Linked DNA regions of Mus musculus: region 1 is linked to region 2. A link is a contact called in public HiCAR-type data. All regions are on one chromosome and are shown on one strand. Each heading gives the region's core, a stretch centred on a gene start, on an enhancer-like site or on the middle of the called end of the contact. The rest is flanking DNA. Distances are from core to core; before and after follow the strand shown. Region 1 holds the start of Nkain2 (Na+/K+ transporting ATPase interacting 2). Region 2 holds the start of Ncoa7 (nuclear receptor coactivator 7).

Evidence for each region. HiCAR-type assays count read pairs that join an accessible place to other places.
Region 1: a contact with region 2 is called in a HiCAR-type map of astrocytes, with 8 times the contacts expected there. The contact joins the promoter of Nkain2 here to the promoter of Ncoa7 in region 2. A contact is called at or near these places in 1 of 39 promoter capture datasets (hippocampal neurons) and 1 of 115 datasets of contacts at active chromatin or transcription factors (astrocytes).

The regions. Positions count from the first base shown.
Region 1 is chr10:32,888,105-32,895,514 of GRCm38.p6, reverse strand. It overlaps Nkain2 (Na+/K+ transporting ATPase interacting 2), which reads left to right and starts at 5,600. Exons shown (of 7, transcript NM_001013411.2): 1 at 5,600-5,872. The coding sequence starts at 5,819.
Region 2 is chr10:30,800,790-30,807,306 of GRCm38.p6, reverse strand. Ncoa7 (nuclear receptor coactivator 7) reads left to right here and starts at 3,981. Exons shown (of 16, transcript NM_172495.6): 1 at 3,981-4,478.

The DNA.
Region 1 (7,410 bases), core at 4,351-6,850, 2.1 Mb before region 2:
AAATCATTTTATACCTAGATATCAGCACTAAATGAGAAACTTTATTATAGGGGTTGTAGCATTAGGAAGGTTGTAAGCCACAGCTTTATATTATAAAGTCTAAATCTGAGGTTTCATTTTATCTTAGTTTTTAGGTTTATTTGTTTTATTTTTATGTATGCCTGGGTGTATGAACTTGTATCATATGCATACCTAGTTCCTGCAGAGGCCAGGAGAGGGCACCAGATTCTCTGGAACTGGAATTATGAATGATTGTGAGCCACTATGTAGGAGTTGGGAATCCAACTGGATTGTCTTGAAGATCAGCAAGTGTTCTAAATAACTAAACCATCTTTTCAGGCCTCCAAAGTGAGGTTTTTGAACATGTTCTTCAAGTTCTCTGATCTGCCTCCCATCATGGAGGAAGCTCCAACTCAGTCCTTAGAGTCTCTGGTACTAGTTATAGGATCTCCTCTAGGTACGGAGTTTCCCCAACAAAACGACCTTTACCCACTGTTCTCGCTGAACCCCCTGAACACAGTGTAATCCTTTAGAACCATAGTGTGGATCAGGTACTTGTATGCCAGTACCCTGGAACACTGCCTTATTTATACATGTATTTATTGCTTATTCATGTTGCAACAAACAAATCCACAGCAGCACAAATTAAAAGAAAAAATACTAAATAATGGGGTTTCTAATTCCTGAAAAATGCTTTCTTACTAAAATGACATGTTATTTTGGCATGATTTATTAGTATTACAACTAAGGTACATAATCTGTGAAATAATTCAATGGTATGATTACAATAATTTGTGTTAAATATGACTGACTAGTAAGAATATCTAACTTCATGTATGAACATGATCACTTAAATAGGGACTGAAATCAATGTACAGATGGATTACCCTTCATCCAAAATGCTTGAGACTAGAAATGTTTCCGATTATTTTTTCTTTTTTCTTTTTTCTTTCTTAGATTTTGGAAAATTTGTGTATACATAGTGTGATATTTTGGAGAGAGTACTCAGTACTAAATGTAAAAGTCATTTGTTTCATGTACATTTAAAAAAAATCCAAGGTAACTTTATATGCTATTTTCAAATACTTTTGGGCATGAAAATGGCATCCTGTGTAGAGCATTCCATTTGTGGCATTTTTACTAGCATTCAAAAATTTGAGGTTTGTGGAGATGAAAGGGAGGCATACCTAATTCTGCATTCATGACAACAAGCAGATGTTTATATAAGTCATGAGTTAAAGTCATTTAATTTAGCAGGCCATAGAACTCAAATTGAATTCAATACTATTATCTGATCAGACATTAATCTTAACTAAAACTGCCTCTTTTCATCTTGGCTTAACCTCTTTTCAAAGTTTTCCCTGAAGGCTCGCAGTTTGGTTGAATAGATAAATGGACTTTTATTGCTGTGGTTCTTTATGATTGAATCTGTCACTAGATAATTTTATTAAGGAAAGGAGTTGAACTTTTCCGAGAAATTATTATAAAAAGTGATTCAATGTGATTCATTTTTAGAACACAGTACATTATGAACACATGTGAAGTAGAACAAAAAGTTTTTTAGGGGTTACTATTCATTGGTGGTGGGGCAAGAGGTAAGACTACTAAGACCCTTTAGAAGAAGTGTGAAAGTACTTTTCCTTGACTATATGTAAGTTTCTAGGAACATCATAAGGAAAGAAACATAATGCAAAAAAATAAAAACATACCTACATATTCACATTTGTAAAAGTTAAATATCAGAATAAAATGCCAATGGTTTTCAACTGAACTCATAACAAGTTATAGATTCAATAGTTTTATATAACTGTACACACATATATGCATGCATATAAAAATCCATCATAGTTCTATATCAAGCTGTAAGCATTAATGCATTACTTCTGTGTATAATGGAGGAGTGAGCCTTCACCTTTTTCACTTCTAGAGGATGCCCAAGGTGCTATGGTCATAGCCTCTTTATTTGACAGCCTATAAAACACTCTGCACTTAGAAAAAGTTCTTTGCTTCCAAGAACTCCAGGTGGTACGAGGTTCAACAAGATAATCCAACATCTCTACTCATCTTATTTAACCAGTTCAGCAAAATCAGTGGTTACTAGTGGCATATTCACTAGAAATTCCGAGGTTTCAATAATTACAATGTGGGCACATTTAGGGAACAACTATTTTGTCTACCACAAACCTGTAGGGAGACAAAAATATGAATTAAGCATATTTTATGTTGGATTTAGCATTGTGATCAATGTTAAAGATCTATGACAGGCAGAATCATGATAACTGGAAAAGTTATAGTAGCTAAGTGGTAGGCATTATATTGAAAGCTTTGTGTATACTAACACAACAGTGCTATGACATATTGTATAGTTAAGAAAACTAAGGCACATTTGTCTAAAATTGGTTGATAAATGGTAGAGTTTGCTATAACAATCCAAACCCTCTGGGTTCAGAGTTCATAAGCCTAATAATAATGACCACAGTCAATCACAACAAAGATGACCCATCATATTAGAATATATTCTGCTAATATAGTCCTATATTTGTAAAAGAAACATTGTATGGAAACAGGCAGAAAGACTTATGATTACTTTAATTTTATTTACTATCAATATTTTAATATGCTCCTTATCCACATTTGTTCAAGTTATCTAATCAGTTAAATGTTATTTTAGTGACTGTAAGGATAATTGTTACTGGTCTATTTGTTAAATGCAATAAAGACTGTGTAAACTTGTAGTGAAACTGCTCAGAGGAGATACACACCCAGGCATGAGAATTTTGTCATAGCTGAGTATGGAGTCACCTCTAACTGGCTTAGATGCTGTGTGCTCAGGACAGACAGTGAGTTGTCCTGAAAGAAAATGAAGTGGGTGTGAATAAACCTTGAAAAGCACTTTAAAGCCATTTGTCAAGGTGAGTCCAGATGGAGGTATGCAGATGTGTAGACATTTCCCCCACAGAATCAAGGTAATTAACAATAGTTATGTCATCAGACAAGTCAAGGAAAGCCCTTAGCACCTCATAGCTAAACACTTTATGACCTTCTTTCTAAGTGAAAATGCAATCGACTTTCCAATTTCAGACATCTCTTTTCTCTACACACTTCTATGGAACAGCTAGGACTCTCAGCTGTGATTAATGTTCCTTCCAGGAAGGTGTTTAGTTCCAGGGACAAAAGGAAAAGCAACAAGAAAGGTACAGCCACCTCAAGGAATGGGATTGCATCTGTAACTAGGGCACCTTTGCAGAAGCCCGGCATTAGCTATGTTGTGTATAAAGGACGTGATAGGAATTTACTTCACAAAGAAGTAAATACTTAAACACCCTCTAAACATGTTTAGTATCACTTCTGGGTGAAACTAGAAGATGGCTGAGAAACTCATTAAAATATCAATGATGGTGTATTGCACAGTGATTTGGGACACCAATTTTTATTTACAGAAGATGAGCATTCCAACTTGACTGTTCTGTCTGAGAACATGCATCTCTTTTATAGAGATACTTCTCCTGCCTAATATTTTAGTTTCTTTTACTTGGGAATTGGCATTGTATCACTTCCCAGGTTTCCTGTAATGAATGAGACAATGTGATGTAGATTCATCAAGTAGATACTAGTTGCATACAATACTGAATTACCATCAATTACATTTGTCGTTGCTACTATACCAGTAAAATATCTACCATAAAAGCCCTTGAGGAATATTTTATTTGATTGGGTTTCCCTTAAGGCAGATACCAGATACAAGATTACATCACAATTGCTTTATTTGAAAGTTGTCCCAGGAAGTCATGGGGACTGGAGCAGAGAGATGAGATGAAATGAAATGGTTACTATTGTAGAGAATCAGGACTGAATGCTGGTGGAGACCCCATGGCATGGACTAATCTGTTTTTGGCATTTCCAATATGTGCGTTGAAAAGGCTGAGGTCATCATCCCCCACCTCTCCTCCGTTGCCCGATAAAGATGGGTTTCAAGGAAATCATTTTATTTCTTAGCCAAGAGCCTCCTCTGCTTAGGAAACAATTCAGTGTGCCCACAAAAAGAGAGGAATGCCATGTGTTGAAAGGTCATAGTTCAGTGATTAAGAATGAGGAAGAAATAGTGACTACAGATAGAATTACGTTTTACGGTACAGTCTAAATGATTCTCAAGCTGATGCTGATGGAAGGGAGACTAGGTCCTCAGTGTGGGTAAAGTTACCATACACAAATGTCGTTTTTCAAGGAGGCTTAAGTCCTACTTGTCTCACGAACCTTGTTGGTTAGCTTTTTTTCTTTTTTTCCGGTTTTACATCTCTAACGATGGTATTTTTTAGCTCCATGAACAGTTCTTTTCACTCACAGCACTTTATTCCAATGGCTTTACTATCCAGTGGATCTCAACAGTACACCCTCTCTCTGTAGCCAGATTAGGAATGCTTTCAGTAGCTGTTGGGACTGTAAATGAAATGCCCTCTTCTGAACACCAAGGTCTAAATGACCATCACTTGCTCCAGCATGTTTTTCCCTTCAGCTTTTTACCCGTAGGTGGCAGCAACAGGCTCCAGAGTGCGTGTCCGCAGGTAACTGCTGCTGTCAAACCTGGAGTATGACCAAGCAAGGACACATAACCAACCGGATGGTGCATGAGGTCTGGTAGATAAGTGCTCAAATTTCATCGGCTCCTTCCATTGTTAAGAAAGCAGTCTGAAGCACCAAAACCAAACTCCTACATTTCCTCTGGCTCCCTACATTTTGCAACTTCAAGAGGCAATTCCGTTCGGTCCTTGTAGCAGGCTAATCTTTGAAACTCTGGAATCTCTGTCCCTTGCTGTCCTTGCCTCGTGCCAAGCACAGGACTGTTGGTTGGCCGCCACCGTGTCCACTTCTCTCCCTCCGCTCTTTGCTGTAAGTGCATGCAGGTTTTCCAGTGGGGAAGAATGCCTTAGCGGCACCCCAGTTGATATCTCACCATCCCTTTTCATAACCGTACTTTCACACACACACACACACACACACACACACACACACACACACACACACACACACACCACAGCTTGCACGTGTAATGCTTCTGGCAGGGTTGCCTCAGCAAGACCGATACCAACAAAGCAAGGCATCGCCAAGCAAGCAAGCAAGCAAGCACGCAAGCAAGCAAGCAAGCCAGCCAGCCATGCCACCGGGACTCCTCCGACCCGATCCCTCGCGTTGTTCCCGCAGTCAACGCCCCCGCAGCTCCCAGGCACCGCGACACCACGCCCGCAACGGCCAGGGCTGCTGCCCGCCACGACCTCTGAGAAGTTGTTGATTGGGAGGGGATCCGCTCATCTAGGCAAGGGGAAGGGCGCCGCAGGGCGTCCGCGCGGCCCCCGCAGCCGCCCCGCCCCTGGGCCCCGCACGCGGAGCGCAGAACAGAGGCGCCCGGCGCGCATCTCAGCCGCCCCGGGAGCCCGCGCACCCGTGCGTGGGGAGGGAGTGCGGGGCGGGCGAGCGCTCGTCGGGCGTGGGCCGCAACTTGGCGGGCCAGATGCCCCAGGGCTCGGCGGCGCTGTCTGCCTGCCGCTGCTGCCCCTGCGGGGCCCGGGCGCGTCTCCTTGGGCGGCGCTGCCCGCGGCGCTGGGAGTGCAGTGAACGAGTAAAGGTATGTGTGGCGGGCGCGGCTGGGGCAGCCGCCGCCGCGCAGGACACTGTCACTTCCCTGGACATTGGCAGCGGCATCTGGGAGCCCTAGAGCCCTGGGCAGGTTCTCCTGTCCTTCCCCACGATCTGATTGGATAAACTGGGGCCTCGACGGTGGCCGACGTGGGACAGCCTGGCTGTGGCAGGGGTCTCGGAAACCATGGGTTATTGCAGTGGCAGGTGCACGCTTATCTTTATCTGTGGCATGCAACTGGTAAGTGACGCTTGGGTTCTCTTATTCTCTTATGTACCATTGAGAGAGTGGGCAGGGAGTGTAGTAAGAGATCTGCCATTGAGCAGGACGGAAGGGAAAAGAAGAGATAAAAGATGCCACATATTACCTGTATTTAAAATGATTTTAGGGGTGCAGCAGAAGTGAGCCTTTCTGCCTTTCCCCGTTTCTGTCCCTCTAAGGACAGTTTTGCAGGTGCAGGTTAAACTTGTTATCTTTAATTTCTTTAAGGGAGTGGAGATGTTGCTCTCCTTTTATGCTTGGCATTCTTGCTAATGTGAACAGGATGGTTGTCATATATATTTTACTATATATGCGTGTAAGTTGAAAAGCAGATTTTCAGGCTTTTATATACTTGTTTTGAAGTATTTATTTATCGTCGCTTGATATTTTCTTAGAATATATTGTCTTATAATTTTCTTAAAAACTCCTTGTTTAGGTCAGATGTGTTCTAGCAGCATTCTGAACTAAAAAGCCACAGTGAGTTCTAAAAGTATGTAGATCAGAGAGAGATACTTAAACTCTGCAACACCATTGCCCCAGAGTGGACCTTTAAAACATAAGAGCTACAAAAATTCCAAGAAGAAATAATATCTTGTCTTCCATAATGTACAATATTGCCACTGAAATTGATGCTATTGTTTGATCTCACAGGATGGGGGATTGTATGTAAGTTTGGAAGAATATCCTATTGCTGCTTTTAAAAAGCCAAGAATGCAAATAATGTCTCGATTTCAATTCCTAAAGGCAATAGGAGGAGGGGCTTAGGGGAAGATAGGGTGAAAATTTATGTCAGTGGCAAATGGTTAATTTGAAATAGGGGGCACTTCTGCAACACCAAGTAGCTTTCCATAGAAAGTATAAATTAGTCTAAACAGTTCCCCTTATTTGTTTTATAAAGGGTTGGGGGCTGTAGAATGGAAGACAATTATTGAAAATCCAGTCATCGCAGGGTGTTTAAATGAACAAGAATTTGCTATTAAAACTGACAAAAGAATTTCTTAAGTTTTCTTCACTGTTTATCACTTGCAAAGACCTGCAGAGGGTTCTTCTTTTATTTCTTTCTTTTCTCTTTCTTTTTTCCTTTAAAAAAACTTACTTAAAGTGTTTGAGGCATCTCAGCTCTGGTATCCCACCGCCACCCAGGAAAGTCCTGGATGGTGTATTCCTTAATCTGTGAATTGTGTATTATGGACTTGGTTGTAAGGGAAAAGAAGAGATCTAATTTTAGGAGCTTTATGTATTCTCAATGCTATGTAAACCAGCTTCTATATCTCTACCCCAGATTCATATAAGTATTGCAGCAAAGAACTATTGCCATTAACAATAGAGCTAACCAGAGTTTACTTTGTAAAACTACCAATGTAACCCAAATATTCCAAGTTGCATTGCATTTCCCAAACATGTGTGTGTGTTGTATAGGTTTCAGAATAGTCTATATTTGCAGTATCACAGTTGTAAAGTGTAAAACTAAGAATAGGTTGGTGGGTAGAACATTCTTATATTCCTCTCAGTTTAGA
Region 2 (6,517 bases), core at 2,732-5,231:
ACAACAAATAACCTTGAGCCAAGTGATTAGTTTTTTTTATTAATTTTCTCACAAGGGAGCCAATTTCTGATCTGTAGATTTCATTCAAGTACTGCATTGAAGCACAAAAGACACCAAGGTGAACAAATAGGACTGCCAATTTTAAGGATTTGTGTATGTGTGTATGTGTGTGTGTGTATGTATGCATACATTTAAGTATGTGTTATGTAACCACATATGTGCTGGTGCCTACAGAGGTCAGAAGAAGACGTTAGGTTCCCTCAAGCTGGAGTTTCAGGCAGTTGTGAGCCAGTAGATCTGAATGCTGAGAACCGAACTCAGGTGTTTTGAAGGAAGTGTTCTTAGCTGCTGTACCATCTCTCCAGCCCTTGATTGCCAATGTCATAGCTTAACTCGAGGTGACAGTTGAAGTAACCAAGAAATTTCAGTAAACAAAGAAATGTATCAGATATTTTCATACACATTTATTTCATAGATTCAAACCTATCTTTTATAATGTAAGCATATAGATAAGACTATAAAATGATACAGTACACTGGAAACTAATTTGATAGTTTCTTATGAAATTGAGAAGACATTAATCATATAACCAAGCACATGGACCCTTAAAATCTTAATGTCTCTGGATCCTCAGTGTTGGGATCACAGGTATATGGCACATCATCTGGTTTCTTTCATGTTTTCTCAAAATCAAGACGGTATCTTAGTGAGCCAATAGGCTAGTGGTTCTAAACTTTCCTAACACTGCGCCTTTTAATACAGTTCTTCATGTGGTAACCCCCAACCGTAAAATTATGTCATTGCTATTTCATAACTATTTTTCTACTGTTATGAATCATAATGTAAATATCTGAGTTTTCCAATGGTCATAGGTGACCCTGTGAACAAGTCATTTTGGACTCCCAAGGGGTCACAACTCACAGGTTGAAAAACACTACACGTGAGGAATGATCCCAGCTTGTGAAAATGAGCTGCTGCCTTCGACCTTGTTAATTATCTCTTTGGATATTTGTAGAGGTTCATTAACCTCTTTAGATGTAGTTGCCATCAGTGTCACTGACAGCCTGTGTCAACCAGCCCAAGTCCAAGGATGAGAGAACATGTATTTCTCTCTGAGCTAGACATAGAAGGATAGTTCTAAATACCATCACTCCAAGAGTAAACTTTCTAAGTGGTAGTAACCTCAGCTTTTCATACACTGCACAAATTTCAACTCAAACACCTTTGCACAGAAATATACATCACTGTCAATATTTCAGTGAGCCTAATTAATTCCCCATTTCTCTCTCTCTCTCTCTCTCTCTCTCTCTCTCTCTCTCTCTCTCTCTCTCTCTCTGTGTGTGTGTGTGTGTGTGTGTGTTTGTGTGTGTGTGTAGGGCAGAGGAGGACTTCTGGTATGTTCCTCTATTATGATCCATCTTATTTTTTGAGACCCCCTAGCTTTTCTGTGAGCACTGCGGAGTTGATGCAGGCTGTGTAGCAAGCACTTTGCCAACTGAGCCACATTCCCAGATTCCTAAGTTCACTACTTAATCAGGGACCCTTATCAGCAAATGGTTAAGAGCCATATTTAACTATATTCTTGAAATTCTAGTTCCATGACACATGGCCAATATTGCGTTTTAAAACAAACACTAGCCATATTCTTCAGGGCAGAATTATCTCTAGACAGACAGGTAAGAATGATACTATTTGCATATTGTCATTGATGCTCCCTGCCTCTCTATTTATGTAAAAGTCTCTATATAAAGATTATTTGCCACAGAAGAAAGAGCATGTCTAGTGCACTTAAACTGCTGCACCCTAATTTCTCCCCTTTATCAGAGGAAAAACCACTTTTCTTCATGTTTTCCACAGGCTTCAAGCCCCAACAGTTCATCACTTTCCACTAGCCAAGTACAGTGAGAGGTGCTATGGAGATCGTTTTATTTTAATCAATTACTTTTACTAATTAGAGATAGGATTTTGCTATGTAGCACAGGCTGGCTTGAGACTGACAATCCTCCTGTTTCTGCCTTCCTAAACATTGGCATTACAGAAATGGACTATAGTGTCCAGTTCAGGGATACAAGTTTTGAAAAGAAAACTTTTGTCACCCTAACACATGCTATTATAATAATAGCTGACTTCTATTGATTACACATTCTACATGATACATACTGTTCATGAATTACTTCATTCCCTGTATCTACCCTATGAAGATGGTGCTGCGATCATCCACCTTTGAAGATAAAAGCATCAGTTAGAAATGTATCCAAGGCCAGCACATGCTGAAGCTGTAGTCCAAAGGCAATCTGTGAATTCTTAAGGATTATCATGCTCTTATGTATATATTCTAATAGTATTTGATCTAGCTGCACCCAAATTACCTCCAATTCTTTCTGTATATCTTTCCTACCCATTGAAATCTGGCAAGCATTCCAGAAGAATTCCCTGTAATAAGGAAATGTTGGGTCCTGTGTTGTCCAAAAGGCAATCACAAGCTTTATTTGTCTTTTTAGAACTTATATGTATAACTAACAGACTGGAAGTCGTAACAATTGTATTTCATTAAGTTTGAATGAACACATTTGACTGATGGGTACTATTCTGGATAAGAGGGATGTAGACGATGCTAATTCCGATTTCTGTGTGAAGACAAGACTCAGATGAATCAGTCAATACTCAGAAGAATCAGTCAATACTCAGTCACAAAAAAGAATGACCAAAGAATCTTTAAATTAGAAGCACCCCCAATCCCAACCATTTGAGTACAACTCCCCATTCTATTCAGACTTTCACTTTAGTGACAAACTATCCTTAGCATGTGATCCATCATGTACTTCCAGGGGAGATAATGAAGACAGTGTCATTGTTTGGCATTGCATTGGAAAACTTGGGGAACACTCTATCAGCAAGTCACCACTTTGAACACATACTCAGTTATACTTTTGCCTAAGAGAAAAGAAATCAAGGCCTATTTTATTTCTCGTCAGAACCTTGGGTTCATAGGCACAAAAGGGTGCTGACCGAGTTAAAGGGTGGGAACAGTACCTGCAGCAGAGCCTGCACTCAAGGTTGATACCAAAAGGGGTGTAAAGAACACAGAAAGAAGTGTCTCCTACTCAAAGCATAAACATGCAAACCCGATGTCAGAATTTACAGATGGTCAGTGCAAAACCAGGAAGTGATTCCATATTTGCATGACCATGTAACATCATCTGCTGCTGAAATCTCAGAGTCATGGCTGCTAAGGGCTTTGCTCCACCCTCCAGAGAGACTGGCAGTACCAAGAAGCAGCAGCAACCTGGGGAAGCCTCTATGTACTGTGTGTGTTGATGGCTTAGGACACACCTGTCACACACACACTTTTTTCTTCCTGTATTTAAGAGTGATCTTCACGATCAGATCCTCCGAGTCATCTTGCAGTTATAGCCACTGGACTGTAAAGGGAACAGCGTCCAATACAGGTTGGAAGCTCACAGAAACAGGGCCCTGGGCTCATACAAAAAAAAAAAGAAAAAACAAAAAAACCTTCCCACTCAGCTGCTCTCCAGCCCCAGCCAAGAGCCAGCTGAACTGCCCGTTGCTACATCGCATTGCCTTGGCTATAAGGTTTACAATTGGGCAGCTTATAGGATGTTGTACCGGGGACAGAAGAAGACAGTGGGCCTCTTTGCCAAAGGCAATGCTGGAAATGACAGAGGATGAATTTATGGTTGCCCCTAGTCCTAGAGCTGGAAGGTGAAGTAAAAGGACTTTAAGGCTCCAGCAAGGGCTCTAACTCCACATGTGCCCATAAGCGCTAACTTCCCTCCAAGATCCAGACAGGAGCCAGCTAAAAGGGATAAGATTAGGGGCCAGGTAAGCAGACCGTACTCGGTTCACTGACTGCCTGACCATCACAGCGTCACAAATGGCCGGGGCCTGCGGAGGCCGCGCGCGCAGCTCTCCGGGGCGGAGCCGCTGGGCCCAGGGTTCGGGGGCCCGAGCCACCTCGAGGCTGTCCAGCCTGCGGCTCCGAGGTCGCACGGGGCAGGCAAGATGTCGCAGCTGCAGCCCGCATCGCTAAGGCGGTCGGCTGAGCTCCCGGGTCCCAGCCGCAGCAGACGAGTGCAGCGCGCGCCCCGGGTCGGGCGGAGCTAGAGGCGGGCGCCGGGCTGGCGTCGCGCCACCGCAGCTCCCCGCCTTCCGCCCAGCTCGCGCCCGGCGCCCTGACCGTGGGTGCTGCTGCAGGTACCTGGGCGAGGCCTCGAGCACCCCGGCGGCGGCTGCTCGGGCCAGATCGGCACTCCGGAGCCCTTCAGGAGCGCACCCCGCAGCGCCTGACGCCTCCCTTAGCTCCTCCTCGGCGGGCGATCCCCTCCCCGGCCCTCCCCCTCCTCCCACCCCGGAGGATGCGCTTCCCAGCGCCCAGCGGCAGAGGCCACGGCTCCCAGAAATGCGTGCTCCCGAACCACTTCGCCCAGACCCGCGGAGCCCGCGCCCCCGCCCAGTAGGTAGGTCGCCGAGGCGGGGCCAGGCCTTGAAGGCTACCGGCTGCTGATGCTGCGGCCAGGAAGAACCGGAGCCTCCCTCCTGGGCTGCCGAGGTGTACTAATGGCGCTGGGCGCAGCCCCCGGGGGACCCGAAACGCTCTGCTTGGAACGTTCGAGGCCGAGCCGGGGCGCAGGGCCACTGGACCCTCCTCGCTAACAATCAGGGGACCCTCGGTTGGGGGCTGGGAGAGCTTGGAAGGATAGGTTGGCGCGGAGCTTCTTTGAAAGGAGACCGTTGCCTTTTTCTCGAGCTCAAGTAGATTGTGTCATTGCATTTTTAAAAAACAGGATCAGCAAATGCGTTCTTCCTGTTCTTTTTGCTAAAATGTAGACGACCACGGTTGTTGTTTTAGAGGTATTTAGGGGTGGTTATGAATTTTTGTGTAATTTACAGCTAGCCGAGTGGTATATAAAGTCAGTGGTGCAAACACTTTAACATTTTGGGTGTCAGTTTAAGGAAAGTCTTTCTAGAAATCAGATTACCTAGGTAGGTGATGGATGAGGCTGGCGTGTTCTCGTAGGATAAAGCTGACTGGAGCCAATGGGTTTGAGAGCTGCAAGTTTGATACAGGTGTCGGGAGTTGAGACTCTGAAAGATGCGCCAGCAGAGGCAGTCTTGTCTCCGGCCTCGCCTTCAACTCTGAGCTGACCCTTGCTTTTCTGAGAATCTGGTTGAGTCTTTTTTTCCTGTTCTTGAAATAAAAGTAATACATTAGGGCTTTTAATAAAATTGTTTCCTCTCAGGCTGCCGTTTTGGATTTTACGTTAAGCAATAAGGTTTAGAATTTTGAAAAAATTGTTATTGTAAGCTCCAATTTTATAAGCACTATTTCAGATTAAAGATTTTGGCTAACTGAATCAATATAAATACTAAGAGGACAGAATCACCATCATTACCAGGTCCTCTTCCCCCTGCTACTCCTCGACCACCCCCCCCTTCTCTTCCCATTCTCTAATTCCCCAATGTTGAATGCCTTATAGCTGTTTGTTGGTTATTTGTTGAATGAATGAAATTGTATTTCAAGATACACATTGTATATAACCCAACCATTTAAAATTATAGTATAAGATTGTTGTTGTTGTTGCTAGTGCAATTAACTGTATTTTAAATAATTGCTTCTTTCTATAAACAGGCTAACTTGGTTATTTTTCATTGACATTTCCGGCGTCAACAGCAAGGCTCTGTTAAGGTTCCCTTCGTGTCCACTTTCCAGTGTTATAGCAATTAATACCATTTCAATTTTACTTTAAAAAAACAATTTAGAAGGCAGAATTTATGTTTAAAGAAATCTATTAAGTTATTTCAGAAGGAGCAGTGATCTGGTTAATAAGTAACAGGTAACTTGTTTTAAAGTTGAGCTGTGGTTTATTTTTAATATATATATATATATATTGTTAAAGCTAAAGAGGGAAACAAAACATTTAAAAGCGTCTGTGGTTCCAAAGTAAACTCATATATATATCATATAGATAGAGATTTATTTATTTATTTATTTATTTATTTATTTATTTATTTTTGATGCTAGGAGCCAGATCCAAGATTAGACTCGAGGCTTCTGATGTATTGGGCTAATCCTATTTGAGCAACATCTTCAACCTTAGAAATGGCATTTTAGCTATTTTCTCTATAAATTGAGGTTTTTAGATGATCCTGTGTCTTTTCTGCTTGAAAATGTTTAGGAGAAAAAGACAAACAAAACAAAAACAAAAAATCCGTTTCTGTTTGCCTTCCATTTACACTGTGAGGGTTTGGGCTTTGGCATTTGTTTTTCTGTCACATAATGTAGTGAGTCATCATTAACTTCTTTAAAAAGAAAAAAAAAAGGTTTGTTTATTTTTTATCTATGTGAGTACACTGTTGCTCTTAAAACATGCCAGAAGAGGGCATCAGATCCTATTCCAGATGGTTGTAAGCCACCATGTAGTTGCTGGGAATTGAACTCAGGACCTCTGGAAGAGCAGTCAGCATCTCTCCAACCCCCATCATTAACTTCTCTCCT